Regions from separate parts of the Sus scrofa genome. Here region 2 is linked to region 1. A link is a contact called in public HiChIP or PLAC-seq data. All regions are on one chromosome and are shown on one strand. The core of a region is the stretch at or near the end of the contact, and the rest is flanking DNA. Distances in the headings are between cores, read along the strand shown.

Region 1 (3,638 bases), core at 821-3,320:
GTAGCAACTCGGCAAACCAGCCTGTGGAAGTTTCTGGTTATTGATTCTACATATGAAACTACCCTAAAAAGCAGTGACTTGAAACAACCCTTTTCTTACACCTCATGATTTTGTGAGTTAGGAATTCAGGCAGAATTAAACTGGATAATTTTTCTGTTTCATGTGGCATCCATCAAGGTCACTTGATGTATTATTATGCTGGCAGCTGGTCTGGTTTAAAAGCTCTAAGATGGATTCACTCTCATGCCTGACACTTTGTCAAGGACAGCTGTCATACCTTCTTTTCCATTACAATTTCATGGCTTCTCCACGTGTTCCATGCCTCAGGGTAGCTTCCTACGTGGTGGCCCAGGCCTCCTAGAAACCAAAGTGAAAGCTGGGAATTCCCGTCGTGGCGCCGCGGAGGCAAATCCGACTAGGAATCATGAGGTTGCGGGTTCTATCCCCTTCGTCGCTCAGTGGGTTAAGGATACAGCGTTGCCATGAGCTGTGGTGTAGCTCGCAGATGTGGCTCAGATCTGGCATGGCTGTGGCTCTGGCATAGGCCAGCAGCAATAGCTCTGATTAGACCCTTAGCCTGAGAACCTCCATATGCTGCAGGTGTGACCTAAAAAGACAAAAGACAAAAAAAAAAAAAAAAAAAAAAAAAAAAAAAAGAGGGAAAGCTGTCGATCATTTTAGGCTAGACTTGAAACTAACATATTTTCTTTCTGCAATACTTCCTTGGCCTCAGCAGTCAAAGGTTAACTTGGATTCAAAGGAAAGGGTCGTTGTGCCCAGTTTCAAAGAAGTCACAGCGTTTGTGGCCATCTTTAATAAGCCACGTTCAGTCACAGTGAGCTTAGGATAACACTGGCATGTCTGTACATAGATGTTCACTTGCTAGTAAAACAAATAACATCAACAGTCCTTACTCAAAGCTGGCAACATGAATTAATATAGTCAGTCTCATGATAACATTAATCTCTTGCCTGTCAATTAGTTAGACAAATTCCTATTAGCACTGCCAATGCACAAGACACTGGCATTGTGCTGATTGCTATGGAATAAAAATGTGAACGCAACATTCCTACTCTTAAAGAGCCAAGAATCTGTTTGAAGGTAATAAGGCTCAAACAATCACCAGAAAGGAAGAGATGTGATTTTATAGGGACATCGAATCCCAGTGCCATTCAAGAGTATGTGCAGGAAAACGTTTATTAAAATAATGTAATATTCATACATAATAATAAGTGTAAAGCCCATCTAACTTTTTATATGCTTCATTTTTAGTATTCGAAGGCATTTAGCTATGGCAATACAATTTAATAATTGACCACACAATGTTAAGACTGGGTATTGGTTTTATTTTAAAACATTTCATTTATCCTTAAAATTAAAGCCTCTAGAGGAAACAAAAAAGCCATGATTTATAAAGCATGGCATTAATATAGGTGGACTTATAAATACGGAAGTGCAAATGTATTATCTTAAGAGTTAGAGGCACGTGTGTGCTAGACCCATTAAATCCTAGAGTTCTCACAGGAGTCTCTTTGTGTCTCTCTCTCTCTCTCTCACACACACACGGCACATTGTAGGCATTTCAGCTATTACTTTGACTTATGATTATCACTATATTAAAAATGGTATACATCAAAAATAAGAGGTTGGAAAAGCCAAGGTTGTCTACAGTGAGAAACAATTGGTCTCATTCTATAGCTAATAGCTCCAGAGGAAGAAATGCACCCTCTAATTAGCATTAACTCTAACTCTGTAAAGAATTGTGAGTCCTCCCTCCACCAAGAAATGCAACAAAAATTGGAAAACTGCAGAAGATGTGACTAGATGCAAAAAGAAAGGGGACCCAACCACATGAACTATATAGCTCAAGAGAGTTGAAGTTGCAAGCCAGGATCTCAAAAGTCAGCAAAAAGTAATTGTTCATTCTGAAATCCAGAAATCCCCCTTCCCTGATAAATCTTCAAGCGTCATCATGTTGCTTAACCCAAACAAGTCTAAGTAAACGTGTTACAGTGTGGGTAGGAGGAGGTGGGGCAATGCTCCTCTCCTGTCACGTATAAGGAGTGGGCAAGTCAGGACAGGACAGACGGGGAACTTGCAACAGAGATCTGTCAGTCCAGTGGGGAGTGTAGAGCTTAGGTGGTTTAGACATTGAGACATGATAATTTGTCTTTTATTGTGGAGGGGAATGTCTGGTCACATGCCATACTATTGAACTCTTAAAATCTTAACTGATGTGCTGCACCCTTGAAATGTTGTATGATTTATTTCCCATCTTGTAGAATGTGTCTGGAATCCCCCAGTATACATGCTTCTTCTTGAAATTGACTTTAAAAAATATACAGTGTATGGAATACTAACTGCCTTTTAGAAAAGATTCCTGCAAGGAATCCCTTAGCATCTGTACTTCCTTCTCATGGATGGGAACTTTGTCCAAGAGCTATATCTAGGTTGACAAATAGAAGGTTTTCATTCTGGCCAGCCCAGTGTGCAGGTCAAGATCAAGGTTTCTGTTATAGACCATGGCCAAGGTCGAGGGCCACCGAGACCGTTTCTGCCATAAACATTGAATGCGTTTAAACATGGGACCAGGGTTAAACAACTGTTGGAATTACTGCCATTGAGCCAAATGTAAATGCCACACATTTTGACAATATAAAAACAGTAATAAGTCCCACAGAGAAAAACAAATACCATATGAGAATCACTTATATATGAAATCTTCGAAAATAAACCTCAGAGATACAGAGAGAACAGGCAGGAGTGGGTGGGGATGGAGGAAAGGGGGAAAAATGGTACAACCTTTCAGGTATAAAATAAGTCCCGGGAATGGACTGCATGTTGGCTATAGTTAATAATATGGTATTGCAAATTTAAAAGTCGCGGAAGAGCGTGAATCTTAAAATTCTCACCATAAGAGAAAAATTCTGTAACTATATATGGTGAAGAATGTTAATTAGACATTGTGGCGATTTCACAATATACACAAATATCCATTCATTATATCATATACTTGAAACTAATACACTGTTTATGTCAATTACACCTCAATAAAAAATATGCTCTCTAGTAAGTGAGGTGAGATGTGTCTGTGAGCCCCAACAAGCAGCAATCCATTTTAAAAGTGATGGATCTGGGGTCAGACATGAACACAGCCACAGCACACTGTATGGACAAGCACTGTATGGGGGCGACAGTTAAACCTGTGACTTGGTGCTGTAGTAGGGCGATCTCTCAAACACTATTACTCTGAAGGCAAATGAGGTTAAAATAACATCAGTGACGTCCTGTGATCTTTGAGTGTCCAGGAGGGAAGGTGTTACTCTCCACAACAGGTTCATTCCCTTTCTCAGGCAGTTCTGCAAGAGGAATCCTATTCCTCCAAGGACAGCGCTGATACATACTTAGGTAACTCTGTCGAAGTCACTTAGAGCTAAAAAGTATGAAATTCAGGGACATGAGCGAAGAATGAAAATTACCCCTGTATATATTATCTAACATATGCAGAAATCAATTCATCAAAGACCAAAAGACAAAATCTGCTTACCTTTAGAAAGAAGTTAACTTGGGGATTACAGAATAGCAAAATTAATCCTAAAAGTATGTATTGTGTATTAAGAGGAAATTTTGCACATGGT
Region 2 (3,603 bases), core at 337-2,836, 180 kb after region 1:
AAAACCACTCCTCGCAGCCCTCAGTACTCAGGAAGCCCCTCACATCGCCACCATCATACCCATGCCAGTCCTATCAGGGCATCGTCCGGGGTTTACAGAATTCCCAAGTGATCCTCTGCCAGCGAGAATTAGAGCATCATTGTTGAAGAGTCAAGTGACATCTTGAACCTTACTCTCAAGCCTTAGGCCAGTGGTTCTTAAATCACAAGACACATGAAAACCACCAGGGAATTTCAAAAAAGGTTCAAAATTGTCCCACAGTCAATCTAACAAATCTGTGGCCAGGGTTAGAAGAAAACTAACTCCTGTAGTTCAGTTTTGTAGTTTTTTTGTTTGTTTGTTTTTGTTTTTGTTTTTTTGCCATTTTGGAATTCTTTGAACTTGTCTTCCCCCCAATAGATCTTATATGGAGTCAGCCGAGAGTTAGTTCGTATTGAAAAAGGCACGGGGAGAATTTTGCCTGATACCAAAACTCTTAGCTGTTGTATGTAGATGTGAGTGTTTTCTGATGATGATGGATATCAGTAGCTCCTCAGCTACCACTCTTGAAGGTGGACCTAAGTGTTAGTCTGCCTTAATCAGTAAACAAGGAGCCCTTCACTTGGGTTTTCAGTCTGTCTCCACAGCAAAATCATCTGGAGCCCGGGCATCCCCATTTACCGTGCTTTCAGGGAGCACAGAATTGTGATGGGGTCAAGGTCAGAGAACATGCTGTTCCTCACCCACACCCAGGCCCACAGGGAGCTCCAGACATGGCTCAACCCACCAGGTGTCTTATTTGATGGGACTTGGAGATCATCTGGACTAGATTAAATGTTATGGTCTCTCCTGTGAACTCCAGTTTTTTTTTTTTTTTTTTCAGCCGCTACCAAAGAAGCTCTTGTTAATCAAGAGAACTTCATATAATGTTTATAAAAAACTTAGCACAGTCGCAACTCTCAGTGCTCCTCAAAGTCAGCCCTGACAGGGCAGGTCTTCTGACAGAAAACATTCATGTCGAGTGGTGTATTTCAAAGACCTTGGCTCCCCCTTCTTTAATTTCTCTCTAAATTAAAGCAATTTTTTTTTTCTCGAACTAGCTGCAGGACTTCCAGTCACATAAAATAGAACAGTGACTGCCTTTTCTTTTGCAGATGGTGTGGCTTATTATAAAGAACTGGAGGTACTCCAATTAACCAAAAGATTGGTGAAAATTAAGCTTGTTTCTCCCTGGACAAATTAAGCAACTGAATCTAGCAGTTGAGTTTATTCATTTTTGTGGGGTATGCTGGCAAGCTAATTCAGGTGGATTCGCCTGCAATCACATGTACGTTAAGACCCATGTAAGGCTGTTGAGTCAGTGGCCAACAGGCCACACTTGTTTCTCAGGCTTTATCTGTCATGTGCTACAGTCATTTTGAAACTTTCCACCACGATGGGAGTAAAAAAGAAAAACTACCATTTCTGGAGTACTTTAGGGTAAACTGATAAAGCTTGTCTGGGAGAGGCAACATACTAAAAGGCTCTAGCTGCTCAGAGTCCTGGAAACATCCATTTCAGTGCACACTTGGATGGATCCTAGTCAGAGAACACCTGCACTAGAAGCTCGATGGCGCCCCCTTGGGGCACAGTGTGAGAATATGGCTCCTAACTCAGCTTCAGCCAGAGCTGCTCATCTCTCATGTTTTATTATGAAACATGTTAAATCTTTTTTTTGGGGGGGGGATTTATTTATTTTTATTACTTAATGAATTTTATTACATTTATAGGTGTACAACAATCATCACAACCAAATTTTATAGCATTTCCATCCCAAACCCTCAGTGTATCCCCCCATCCCCCAACCTGTCTCATTTGGAAACCATAAGTTTTTCAAAGTCTGTGAGTCCGTATCTGTTCTGCATAGAAGTTCATTGTGTCCTGTTTGTAGATTCCACATGTAAGTGATAGCATTTGATGTTGGTGTCTCATTGTATGACTGACTTCACTTAGCATGATAATTTCTAGGTCCATCCATTGAAACATGTTAAGTCTTCATTTACAGAAAAGTGAAGTCCCTACCTTTGTGGGGTTTAAATCCTAACGGTTTCTCAGCTTTCACTGTGTAAAAATAAACCATGGAATCTAGAAAGCATTTGAAGAAAATGGTAAGAGCTCTGTGAAAGAAAATCCAATATTTTCAAGGTTCCTTTTGGAGTCTTGTTAACAAGTTCCTCAGTGTTTTTTCCCCTGGCTTTTCTGTTCTTGTTGGTGGAAAGGCATAGGCATATATCTTTTATGTGATTTGTAATTAACCTAGATGGTGAAATACACTGAGAGAGTGAATGCTTAAATTTTAGGAGTCTACGACTTTTTCAGTAAATGTAACCTTAGAAATGAATGCATCCAGTTTCCTTTAAGGATGAGATACTGAAATGCAGACTTAAGTCCTCCACCAGCCGTCTGTTCAGTGGGCTCCGATGGTTAGGGCTTTCTAACCAGCCCACCTCATGCTGTTCACATCCCTCAGAGCTTTGAGGGAATACTGTTTATTGAGTAACCAAATCTCAAAGACCCAGGGTCTCACATAAAGAAAAGCTGAACCCGAGTATGAAAAATGAGGACTCAGTACTTGGCTGTTGGGTAAAATATAAATTTATAAATCAGAAAATTAAATTATTTCTAGTTTGGTGTGCCTATTCTCTGTAGCTTTAAAAAAAATAAGTATTTGATACAAACTCCTGGGAGTATTTTAAATGATTCACTTCTGTTCTTCATAAATGCATACATTTGAACATTTTTTTTTCCTTTGGTCTTTTTGCTATTTCTTGGGCCACTCCCGTGGCATATAGAGGTTCCCAGGCTAGGGGTCGAATTGGAGCTGTAGCCACTGGCCTACGCCAGAGCCACAGCAACGCAGGATCCGAGCCGCGTCTGCAACCTACACCACAGCTCACAGCAACTCCGGATCGTTAACCCACTGAGCAAGGGCAGGGACCAAACCTGCAACCTCATGGTTCCTAGTCGGATTCGTTAACCACTGCGCCATGACGGGAACTCCCTGAGCATTTGGATTTAGTGCTTTCTTCTGCACTGTGAAAGCGGTGAAGCCTGAATAAGGTGGTCTGTGCAGGGGAGAGGACAGGAGCTACTGCAGTAAATTGTTGGTACTTGCTCATGTTGCCCAATCTGTTTAGTCCCTTTATTATAAGTACTCAAAATTCTGACGAAAACCAAGCTGGTTTCTCCTGGTTGTATTCTTGTCTCCAGCCATCCTTCTCTTTGCAGATTTATTTTTTCAACATTGATGTGTGTGTGTGTGTGTTCTACAGGTCAGATGAATTCTGAGATAAAGATAGGAGTTATCCTGCCTTAAGACCCTTTTGAGGGAAATTCTAAAAGTAAGACTTAGCCATAACTCCTACTAGTAAATGGCAATATCATATGGAATTGAGTAAGACTAATTTTTTAGGTTTAGGAATGTAAAAATGTTCCTTTTTCTTAAAAAATGTTCTTAAAATTGAGTTAGACACTGTGTCAGTTTAGGGAATGCAAGGCAACGTAATAATCAGATGAAGACTCTGGGCAAAACCATAAGACAGCAATGCATGTTTTCCCCTGCGATCTCAGATTACTAACCTAACG

What was found. HiChIP or PLAC-seq counts read pairs in DNA pulled down with a chosen protein or histone mark.
Region 2: an H3K27ac HiChIP or PLAC-seq map of alveolar macrophages shows a contact between it and region 1. The contact joins two enhancer-like sites. A contact is called at or near these places in 1 of 5 promoter capture datasets (liver), 24 of 47 Hi-C or Micro-C datasets (adipocytes, alveolar macrophages, brain and 13 more) and 2 of 2 datasets of contacts at active chromatin or transcription factors (alveolar macrophages and skeletal muscle).

What each region holds. Positions count from the first base shown.
Region 1 is chr2:131,703,096-131,706,733 of Sscrofa11.1, forward strand. No RefSeq gene overlaps it. Among named protein-coding and RNA genes, the nearest start is that of SLC27A6, 45 kb to the right of the region's middle. Within about 2 kb of position 2,071, at least 1 of the 83 cell types and tissues checked has an H3K27ac peak or open chromatin away from gene starts, as enhancers often do. A contact at or near this core is called in alveolar macrophages, where this site is marked.
Region 2 is chr2:131,887,240-131,890,842 of Sscrofa11.1, forward strand. No RefSeq gene overlaps it. Among named protein-coding and RNA genes, the nearest start is that of ISOC1, 32 kb to the left of the region's middle. Within about 2 kb of position 1,587, at least 3 of the 83 cell types and tissues checked have an H3K27ac peak or open chromatin away from gene starts, as enhancers often do. A contact at or near this core is called in alveolar macrophages, where this site is marked.